Regions from separate parts of the Macaca mulatta genome. Here region 2 is linked to region 1. The links are chromatin contacts, called in public Hi-C maps. All regions are on one chromosome and are shown on one strand. Each heading gives the region's core, a stretch centred on a gene start, on an enhancer-like site or on the middle of the called end of the contact. The rest is flanking DNA. Distances are from core to core; before and after follow the strand shown. Region 1 holds the start of PIM2 (Pim-2 proto-oncogene, serine/threonine kinase). Region 2 holds the start of OTUD5 (OTU deubiquitinase 5).

What was found. A called contact is a pair of places that touch in the nucleus more often than the background predicts.
Region 2: a contact with region 1 is called in a Hi-C map of blood, with 3 times the contacts expected there. The contact joins the promoter of OTUD5 here to the promoter of PIM2 in region 1. A contact is called at or near these places in 3 of 14 Hi-C or Micro-C datasets (CD4 T cells, blood and liver).

Annotation. Positions count from the first base shown.
Region 1 is chrX:48,992,024-48,997,442 of T2T-MMU8v2.0, reverse strand. PIM2 (Pim-2 proto-oncogene, serine/threonine kinase) reads left to right here and starts at 2,124. Exons shown (of 6, transcript NM_001265848.1): 1 at 2,124-2,355; 2 at 2,484-2,593; 3 at 3,296-3,346; 4 at 5,409-5,419. The coding sequence starts at 2,295.
Region 2 is chrX:49,033,814-49,039,433 of T2T-MMU8v2.0, reverse strand. OTUD5 (OTU deubiquitinase 5) reads left to right here and starts at 4,137. Exons shown (of 10, transcript XM_077988722.1): 1 at 4,137-5,519. The coding sequence starts at 4,926. LOC114675170 (U6 spliceosomal RNA) reads left to right here and starts at 3,216; the gene lies at 3,216-3,322. KCND1 (potassium voltage-gated channel subfamily D member 1) reads left to right here. Exons shown (of 8, transcript XM_077988711.1): 8 at 1-1,508.

The DNA of each region.
Region 1 (5,419 bases), core at 875-3,374:
GACTCCGTCTTAAAAAAAAAAAAAAAAAAATCCCTCATGCTGTCTGCTTGTGATCATCTAGAGGGAATATGTATGATCAAAGTAATGTACTACTGGGCACAGTGCCTGGCACATTGAGAGCACAAATGTTAGTAGTACTATCCTTTTTGTAGAAGTTCCTGCACCGTTTGGCCCCTGCCAATCTCTCACCGCTCTATCCAGTATTCTTGGCTTTTGCCTGCAATTTGCCCTCCCCTGTCCTGAGCCACCAACTTTGTCTTTCAAGACAAGTAGAGGGTCACCTGCTGAGAAGCCCATTCACATTCTCACTTCTATCTAAAAATCTCCCCAGTAACTGTACTACAGATAAACTTCATGGCACAGGTTTGATGCCTGACTTATCTGTACATCTCTAATAGCAACATCCCCATCAAGGCCTGGCAGGCTTATAGCAAACCAACCCCTAATAATGTTGGGTGAACAAAGGAGAATACATGTATGCTTTTTTGGTGGTGTCTGTGTGTGTGTGACTGTGGTGAGTCCAAGTCTTCATGTGCAGCTCACAGTGTCTCCAGTTGTGTGTGTGATGAGGGCTTGTTTCCAGGTGTGTCAGATGGTGACTGAGTGTGGGACTCTTATCTCTGACAGTTTGTGTCTAAAGCCAAGATCAGTGCATGCCTGCGTGGGTCTGTGACAGTGCATCTGTGGTTTCTGTCTGATGGGGTGGATGTCCGTTTGTGTTCCTGCAACAGATTCTGGGTAGCTATTTCTGGACAGTTTGTTCCATTGATAAGCTGCATGTGTCATGGTGTATGTGTGTCTGTGTCTGAACAGGTCTATCCATGTCTGCTTTTGTGACACTGCCACAAATGTGACTCTATCACATCAGTACATGTCTGCCTTCAGAGCAGTGCATGTGTGTTCCTGGAGCATCTGTGTATCTTCTGTGACAGACTCTGTGTCTCTCATTTCTGGGACAGTACAAGTCTTGCTGTGACAGTGCATGTCTGATGGTGACAGTGTGTTTGTGACAGGTTCTGCCAGTGTGTTTGACGGGACATTTCTGTGTTATCACATGGCAAATGTAGGTCTGCGTGAGTGCCTTTCTGTAACAGTGTATCTCTGGGTGTCATTCTAGGACATAACTATTTTTCTGACAGTGTGCCTGCCTGAAAGTGTATGTCAGTCTCTGGCTGCATGTGTATCTAGGTCGTTTCTGTGAATGTGTCTGACAGTATGTGTTTGTGTATATCCTGGCATTCATGTTGTCTTTGGAGTGCATTTTTCTTCCTGGGGTGTGGCGCCTTCTCTGGCTGTTTTTCACAAATTTGTGTCAGGGTTGCCACTTGTCTAGCAGCCTCTATCATGTTTCTCAGTCCTTGCCTCTCTCAACTCCAAGTGCAGCCCATGCCACCACCACTCTGGGCTCACCCCCATCCCCCAAGAACCACCCTCTGCTGTTCTAGATTCTAGACCTGCTGACTGGGCCCAGGGCTCAGGGTTAAAAGCTCCAATAAACACTCCCCAGGCAATGCTGCCTTTGACCAATGCGCACCCGTGGCGTTGATGGTGTGGGTTCCCCCTCCCTGGCTACCAGATATTTCCAGGGCTCTGGCCTCAGCTTTCCAGTGAAGGCCGCCTGGAAGACTCCGGTGAAGGAGTCCGACAAGCACCTTTCGAGACGGGGTCCTGGATAGATTCTTAGAAGCCCGGCCTGGCGCTATCTCTGTGCTAATATCCAGGCAGCGGCGGCAAACCAACTTCCCAGGAAAGGATACTGCGCAGTTATTTTTTAAGTGTAAATACACACACCGCCACCACTACCAACAACAACCCCGCGCAACAACCAAAACAAGCGCGGTGCTGCAAAGGGATTCCCAGAACCGGTTTCCTCTTGGTGTGAGCCCCACCTCAAGCCCCCTCATTTACATGCAGGCCCCGCCTCCTCGGAAGAACCGAGCGTGTATTTGCATAAGGGGGCACTTGAAACGATGAGGGTGGTATGCAAATAAGGAGTGGCTCCGATTGGCTGTGGTACAGCAGGTGCCGCGTCCGGATTGATCAAAGCCAGGTGGGCGGGGCTGTCGCCCAGGGTGACTCTCCCGGGAGGCGCGTGCCCAGGCTCAGTAGCATTGGGGCTGGCGCGCGCGGCGAATCTTAACGCTGCGCCGTCTGCGGGCGCTTCCGGACCACCAGTTTCTCTGCCTTCCACCCTGGCGCCCCCCAGCCCTGGCTCCCCAGCTGCGCTGCCCCGGGCGTCCACGCCCTGCGGGCTTAGCGGATTCAGTGGACTCAATCTGCGCAGCGCCACCTCCATGTTGACTAAGCCTCTGCAGGGGCCTCCTGCGCCCCCCGTGACCCCCACGCCGCCGCCAGGTGAGCACATCCTCCCCTGCTACAACCAGACGGGGTGGGCTGGAATGATGGGTTGCAGCGCGGGGGGAGGGAGTCGTGGCTGGGCTCAGCACGCTACCACCCTGACTTCCTCGCCTCCGCCTGCGTAGGAGGCAAGGATCGGGAAGCGTTCGAGGCCGAGTACCGACTCGGCCCCCTCCTGGGTAAGGGGGGCTTTGGCACCGTCTTCGCAGGACACCGCCTCACAGATCGACTCCAGGTATCCGTCACAAGGGTCTTGGGAGGGTCAGGTGCGTGTGGCGGGGGCGGGGATCCTGGGCCTGGAATGCTGGTTGACCGAGGAGTGAGCCTGCAGAGTGTGTAGAGGACCGGGGGTGTGTGTGTGTGTGTGTGTCCGAGGAGTGAGCCTGCAGTGTGTGTAGAGGGCCAGGTGTGTGTGTGCGTGTGCGCGCGTGTGTGTCGGTCTAGGGGGTTGTGTTGGGGGTGAGGGGACAGGGGGCTTCAGATTCCGGAGGTCCTCGACCCCAGGGTCCAGGCTGCGTATGTGTGGGAAAGCGGGGACCTAGATGTGAGATTTATGGGACTTTTGGAGGTAGGTGTCCAGTGTGAAGTCATACGGACCAGGACCCTGGTACAGAGTTGGGGTGTCGTAGAGCTAAATAGGAAGATTGTGGGCCTGGGGTATCAGGAAATCTAGAACTCAGGACTTGGAGTGATGAGTCCTGGTGCCTGAGAACGGAGAGCCCAGGGCTCAGGAAGGTGAGAGAGATGAACCTGGTTCCGAGGACTTGTAGGGCAGTGGAGACGCCCTGGTATGAGTTGTGTGGGGTGGTGTGGTTGGAGATCAGAAAGACTAGACTGCTGGTAGATGGAGGAATACTGGAGGTAGGCAGAAGGTCTAGACTGGGAGGGGTCTGGGGATCACTGGCTGGCCTCCTTACCATGCCCCTCTCTTCTCCAGGTGGCCATCAAAGTGATTCCCCGGAATCGTGTGCTGGGCTGGTCCCCCTTGGTGAGTACCTTCGGAGCCCTTCCTGACCTACCTATTCCATCACTGATGATGAATTCACCTCCTTGCTTTTCAGGGGATGTATGACTCCCTGGGCCCTGTAACAGTGAGAACACTCCTGCCAGCCCATGTATACTCCCTTGGGGTGACATACAGTTCTGATTTACCCCAATTCCCCTAGAGCCCTGGATTCTCCCCTCCAACAATCCTTTCCCATCCACCCTCCAAACACTGCTGGGGGACTGCCCGCAGGGCATGCTGGTGGGGAACGAGGGGCAGAGGTCACTGGTTACCATGGTGATGGTGGCTGCTTCTCTCCTGCCGTTATAGCGCTAACCGACATCAGGGCGGGTCTGGGCAAGTTGTAGAGTTGGGAGCGCCCCCTGGTGGGCTCTAGAGGAAATTGCGCCTGCGCAATATCGGAATTTTTGCGTCTCGGCGAGAAAACGTCTGCTGCTGTGCAAGTCAGCAGCCTGGCCAGGAGAGGGCTCTACCTCAGCCAAGAAGGTTGCTGGTCGAAGTGTTCCTGCGCAGGGCGTGGGGAGGCGGTTGGGGGGCGGATTTTGTGGCCAGTAGCGTTTATACTTTATTTTTCTTTATTTTTTTGGAGACACAGTCTCCCTCTGTTGCCCAGGCTGGAGTGAGGTGACGCAATCTCGGCTCACTGCAACCTCCGTCTCTTGGGTTCGAGCGATTCTCCTGCCTCAGCCTCCCGAGTAGCTGGGACTACAGGAGCGCACAACCATGCCCAGCTAATTTTCATATTTTTAGTAGAGACAGGGTTTCACCATGTTGGCCAGGCAGGTTTTGAACTGCCGACCTCAGGTGATCCACCTGCCTCGGCCTCCCACAGTGCTGAGCCACCGCGCCCGGCCTCTAATTTTGTATTTTTAGTAGAGACGGGGTTTCTCCATGTTGGTCAGGCTGGTCTCGAACTCCCGACCTCGGGTGATCTGCCTGCCCCAGCCTCCCAAAGTGTTGGGATTACAGGCGTGAGCCACTGTGCAGGGCCACGTTTATGCTTTTTATTGACTAGTTCTAGGTGCTTGGTGATGCTGACAAAATACATGATAACACTAAGTCCTTTTGTACTAGGTCCTTTGCAATAAATCAGTCAGCTGTTTAACAAATTAGGTATATTGAACACCTACTATATGACAGACACAACTCTAGACACTCAGCAAAGTATTACATAATTATTGAGAGCTCATTTTTTGCTAGGGCATTTTTTACTAATTGTTTTACCTGTTTGACAAATATTTATTCAGCCCTACTTTGTTAGCAGCCACTGTTCTAGTGCTTCATATAGGTCCGTGAACAAAACAAACCATTACACAATAACAGTGTTTATTGAGTGCTAACTGCTTGTCAGAGCCCATGCTATCAAGTGCTGTCATCTGTTTAACATTTATTGAGCACCTACTGTGTAAGGTACTATTCTAATATCCTGGGATATGTCAGGGAACAAAACAAAATACCACATAATGGTGCTGCTTCTGCTGAAGGCCTTTTGTTAAAAACCAGTTTTTTCTATTTTTGTTGGTTTTGAGACAGCTGGAGTGCAGTGGTGCGATCTTGGCTCACTGCAACCTTTCCCTTCTGGGCTCAAGGGACCCTCCCACCTCAGCCTCCCGAGTAGCTGGGACTACAGGTGCATTTCATCAAACCTGGCTAATTTTTGTGTTTGTGTAGAGACAGGGTCTTGCCATTTTGCCCAGGCTGATCTTGAACTCTTGGGGTCAAGCAATCCACCCACATCAGCCTCCCAAAGTGCTGGGATTACAGGGATGAGCCTCTGTGCCCGGCCAAACTTTCGTTTATTCAAATGTTTATTGATCTACTACATGCAAGACTTGTGCAGGCTCTTTGCTGGTTTCACCCTCTCAATCACTGTGTGAGTTTGTGTCTTTAGGGAAACTGAGGCCCAGGAAGGGAAGTGAGTTGCTCAACAACACACTGTCAGGAGAAGGGACCCTAATTTGAGCTTAGGTAAAAAGCCTCAGAGCTGTTGCCCTGACATCTGTCTTTTTTCTCTCTCTGCTTCCCACCCTACCTGTTCCCCCAGTCAGACTCAGT
Region 2 (5,620 bases), core at 2,888-5,387, 40 kb before region 1:
GGGAGGCAGAGAGAGGCAGGCTTGGACACCCCTTCTGCCCCCCTACTGAGAACTATGCAATGGAGTTTCATGAAATGGTCCACATAGTGGGGAAGTAGCCAGGAAATGGGAAACTTCCCCCCACCCCAGACATTTTTCCTGGTGGGAGCTGAAGCACTGGGCTTCCACAGGCCCCTGGCCTCCTTGCCCCAGCACACTGGGACTGGCCCCACTCTCCCAGCTGGACTCCTGCATGCTCCTCCCCTTGGGCTCTCAGTTGAAGGTAAAGCTTTGATCTGATATCTGAGGTCTGGCCTAAGAAGGAGAGTTGAGACTTCCACCTCCCTCTGGCTGGGATATGGAGCTTTGGAGGTTCAGAGAAGAGAACCCTCACCTCTGATCTGGCCTCTACACGAGGTCCTCACCCTCTATCTGGCCCAACAATTCCCAGATTCTGAAGCTTGGAATGCAAACACAGGCTTCATGGGCTGTGGCCTCTGCAGTGACCTGCCATCCCCAGGCCTTGCCTGAGGGGTCAGGCTGCCTCTCCCAACACACAGATAGCACAAATTCTACCATCCCCTTCCCTGGCTGCTGGAAATGGGACCCCGCAACCCTGTCCTCTGCCGGGCCCCCAGCAAACTCTAGCAATAGCAGCTGCTGCCGTGTCATTATGCAAAGCCTCTGACCAGTTTGCTGCAGCATTTACATCTGCCCTAATCAGAGGGGCCACCTCTAACTCCTCCTCCTCCTCTCTTCTCCTCTGGTTTGCCTCCTTCCTGGGTTGGGCTGGAGTCTGGACTGGCCAAGATAAGAGCCTGGCAACCAGCAAGAGCTGGGCTGTATTTGGAGATCATGGGCTGATTCCATGTTCTTGGGCAAGAGTCCAGAAGCATCAGGGGCTCAGGCCTGGGATGTTTTTGAACTTTGGGAGTTATAGGAGACAGGAGGAACTTCTCCTCCTCCTCCCCTACAATTCCTTTTCCCATATTCCTTTCTTCTCCCTCTTGGGTCACCTTCCAGAACTCTGCTCTCAGGCTGAAATCTGGCATCATCTCAGGTTCCCTGTCCCCAGCACTGTCCCCATGGAGCTGGCGGCTGACAAAGATGTAGTTTCCATCAGTCAATAAAACCTGAGAGGAGAGATGAGGACTGAGTATCTCCTGGCTCTGTGGATTTGGGGGCTGGGTTGGGCTTGGGGGTTGAAAACACTCTGATTTCAATCCCTTTTGGCTAGGAGAAGGGCAGGTATGGGTCAAGGTATGGGAGATGGATGGTTGGTGATGTATTCTGGAAGACGGGGATCCAGGAGAAATGAAAGAACGTGGTTTGAGGAGTCCATCTACAGCCAGTGAGGCAGGCCAGGGGGTCCTGAGACATTCCTCCTTGGATATCATCTGCGCCAGCTTCCTGATTCACAGATGGGGAAACTGAGACCCAGAGAAACACATAGAGGAGACTTAAACCCAGGCTTCCTGACAGCAAACAACTCTGAATTTAACCCTAATAAAAGCATCACTTGGTTTGGTGAATTTCCTTTCCTTATGGACGCCCCCTACATTCTCTCTTCTGGGCTACTGGCTACACTAGGTTAGTGTGTGGCTGAGTTCTGTAGAGCACTGAGCAGACAGACGATGGATTCAGGTTGATCTGGGTTCCAGTCCCTGGGTGAGAGAATCATTTACCTTCTCTTGCCTCAGGTTGCTAATCTGTGAAATAGGGATAATTCATTTAGTCACCAAATATTTATTAACTTCCATTATGTGCCAGCCCTAGGGATACAAAGGTGGGCAAAGTAGACATTGTCTCTGATGTATAGTTGAGCATGGAAGGCAGACAAGTAATTACAACATGGTGTGGCAGAACTAAGATCCATGGGTTATAGAAGCATGCAGATGGCAGGAGAACTTAACCTGGCCAACACACAAGGAATGAGTTGGAGTTAGCCAGGCAGCAAATCAAAGGATGCAATGTTCTGGGCAGAGGGAACAGCATGTGCAATGACCTGGAGGTTAGAGAGTGAGCTCAGGCCTTTGGGGAACTGAAAGTATTTCAGTCCAGCTGGGGAGGAGAGTGTGGGGCTGAGGAGAGGAAGGATGGAGAGGTAGGCCAGATAACAAAAAGCTTTGACGCTATGACGCGAATTTTGAACTTCATCCTAAAGATAGTGGGGACTTCTAAAGGCTTTTAAACAGAAAAGTCATGATGAAGTTTGTGTTTCAGAATGATCATTCTGGCTATGGAGAGTAGATATAGAGAAACAGTCCTGGAAGGAAGAAAAGTAGGGAGGAGGCTTTTATAATAGTTTAGGTGGTAGGGGACAGTGGCTTGGACTAGAGTAGTGGCAGTAGAATTGGAGAGTCTAGAGATTTGGGAGGTAGAATTGGCAGGACTTGGGATTGACAGGCATGTGGGAGTTGAGGAAGAGGGAGCAGTCAAGGTTGACTCCCAGGTTCTGGCTTGGACAACGGCTGGATGGGAGTGCTATTCCCTGGTAAAGGGAACATCAAAGCTGTTAGCACTCAGTGCTAGGTACATAGTAAGTACTTGGTGAAGGGTAGCCATGATTACTATCTTGAGTTCAGTTTTAGATGTGTAGTGAGTGAAATATATGGGGCTAGGGTGAGATGGTCATGAGAAGATTCAATGTGATAATGTGCATCTGGCACAGAGCCATGAACACAACAGGCCTGGTAAACATGAAAGTCCCCTCCTCCCATTAAGTCTCATGAGCAGAAAACACTACTTAGAACCCATTTATTACTTACACCTTTCAGGGAAGAACTTCAACTAGGGTTAGTATCTGAAGGGAGGCAAGGCTATACTCAAAACAGCTTTCCCATGGTCTCTTTCAGTCAACCTGTTGTATGGCTTGTCTCCTAAGACTGGAAGTGAACTCCAAATACCTTCTTGGTTCATCAGCTCATCTGAACCCCATAACCATTCCCTGAGGTAGTCTGGGCAGGCATTATCATTCCCGTTTTACACATGGGTAATCTCAAAAGCAACACAATGACTTGCTCAAGATCATACAGTTGGTAATGGTCCATCTGTGCCTGGAACTGAGGTCTTTCTGGCTCCAAAGCCTACGATCCTTCCACTGCACCACCATGCAGACTACTTTATTGAACACTTCCTATGTGCTGGGCACAACACCAGGCCCTTCAGAAGCATTAATCTCTGATCCTCAGATTGGAATTATCATTGCCAATTTATAGAATAGAAATTGAGGATGGGTGCTCACTTCGCACCACATATACTAAACTTAGAACGATACAGAGAAGATTAGCATGGCACTATGCGAAAGGATGACACGCAAATACGTGAAGCGTTCTATAAAAAAGTAAACAACAATAACAAAAATTGAGGACGGGGTGGGAGTTAAATGACTGACAAAGATCAATCAGACAGGAAGCGCAGAGCTAGAATTAGCGTGTAGCTCTCCAGCTACTCAATAGCAGGGATTCTGCCAACCCCATTTCGAGACGCTGACTGGTGACAGAGCTGATTCATAAACCTCGATCGACCCAAGCAAACTCAGTTTTAGAAAAAGGCTGGGCTTGGCCAGGCGCGGTGACTCACGCCTGTAATCCCAGCACTCTGCGAAGCCGAGGCGGGAGGATCGCTTGAGCCCAGGAGGTGGAGATCAGCCTGGGCAACATAGCGAGACTTTGTCCCTACAAAAAAGTGAAAAAAAAATTAGCCGGGCGTAGTGGTGCGCGCTTGCGGTTCCAGCTATTCGGGAGACTGAGGCGGGAGGATCGCTTGAACCTTGGAGTTGGAGTTTGCAGTGAGCTATGATCGCGCCACCGCATTCCAGCCTGGGCGACAGAGTGAGACCCCCGTCTCGATTAGAAGGGGGGGAAAAAAAAAAAAAAAAAAAAAAAAAAAAAAAAAAGGCTGGGCCGCGCCTGCGCACTAGCCATAGGGCCGGGGAGGTCAACCCGAGGGCGAGAGTGCTGTGGTGCCAGAGAAGGCGTGTCTGTTTCCCAAACAACCACTGTCCCCACGGTGCTTGTCTGTCCCAAGGTTGGTCGGTATGACGCGAGTGACGGCGTCTTTTAGCCAATCACCGCAGAACTCAGGCTGTTGCCGGGGTGAAGCGGTGTCCGCCTCCCCCGGAAGGATATTTGTAGGTGGGTGGGACCGGAAGTGACGCTACAGGGGAATGCTATGCTCTGGGAGTGTTGATGTTTTCCAGTCATTCCGGCTGACAGCGTTCAAGTTGGAAGCCTGGAGGGGAGGTGTTTTTCCTGTCGTACGTGGGACAGGCCACGCTGTCCGTCCGCAGTACCGACGACTGCGAGTCAGAGCTTCGGGGAGAAAAGTGAAGAGCAAGACGGGACCGACGGGGAGAAAGGCTGGGAACCAGGGTGTCGACTTTGACTGAAATTTGAGACGGAGGGCACCGGAGGGCGAGCACTCGCCTGTGATTGGCCCGTGGGCGTCGTCGAGGACCCACGCAGCTGCTCAATTGGTTGGTGTTCGCAATTGTTGTGGCTGCGGCGGCGATTTTGCCCACGTACTTCCGAGCAAGGGGCGGGGCTGTGCCCTGGCGCGCGTGCGCAGCGCCCCGGGGCCCCACCCGGTAGTGCAAGAACCTGCGAGGGGGCGGAGCGAAGAGGTGCTTGTTTTGGTTCTGTTTCCTTTGAAGCAGAAGGCCGGAACAAGCGTAGCAATAAATTTGCTGGACTTGGAGAGAAGGTTCCGACAAACTCGCCGCACTGCCTTCATCTTGGACTTTACATCCGGGTTCTCCTCCCGGCGTGACCCGCGCGCCGCCGCCGCCGCCGCCGCCGAGGGTTCTCGAACCGGTGCCGCGATCCCTTTATCCGGGTTTCGCCGTTCCCGTCGTGCTTAGCGCACTACATTAGCCCCCCCTCATCCGGGTTCTCTCCCGGCGTGCCTCGCGCCGGGTTTGTTGGGGGGTACTCGGCGGTGCAGCCATGACTATACTCCCCAAAAAGAAGCCGCCGCCTCCCGACGCCGACCCCGCCAACGAGCCGCCGCCGCCCGGGCCGCTGCCCCCGGCGCCGCGGCGCGGCGGGGGTGTGGGCGTGGGCGGCGGCGGCACGGGCGTGGGCGGCGGCGATCGCGACCGTGACTCCGGCGTCGTGGGGGCCCGTCCGCGAGCTTCGCCACCGCCTCAAGGCCCGCTACCAGGACCGCCGGGCGCACTTCATCGCTGGGCGCTGGCCGTGCCGCCTGGTGCAGTGGCGGGTCCCCGGCCACAACAGGCTTCTCCACCTCCTTGCGGGGGCCCAGGTGGTCCCGGCGGCGGTCCCGGCGACGCGCTGGGCGCAGCGGCGGCGGGTGTGGGTGCCGCGGGCGTGGTGGTGGGTGTGGGTGGTGCCGTAGGCGTGGGCGGCTGCTGCTCCGGGCCTGGGCACAGCAAGCGGCGACGTCAAGCTCCCGGGGTTGGCGCGGTTGGCGGGGGCAGTCCCGAGCGTGAGGAGGTCGGCGCAGGCTACAACAGTGAGGACGAGTATGAGGCGGCTGCAGCACGCATCGAGGCTATGGACCCTGCCACTGTCGAGCAGGTAAGAGCTGCGGGATGAGGGGTGGGCGGCTACGGCAGATGGGACCCCCAGACTGTGAAGAGCCTCAAGGAAGGCTGTTTGAGATCGCCCCAAGGGATTTA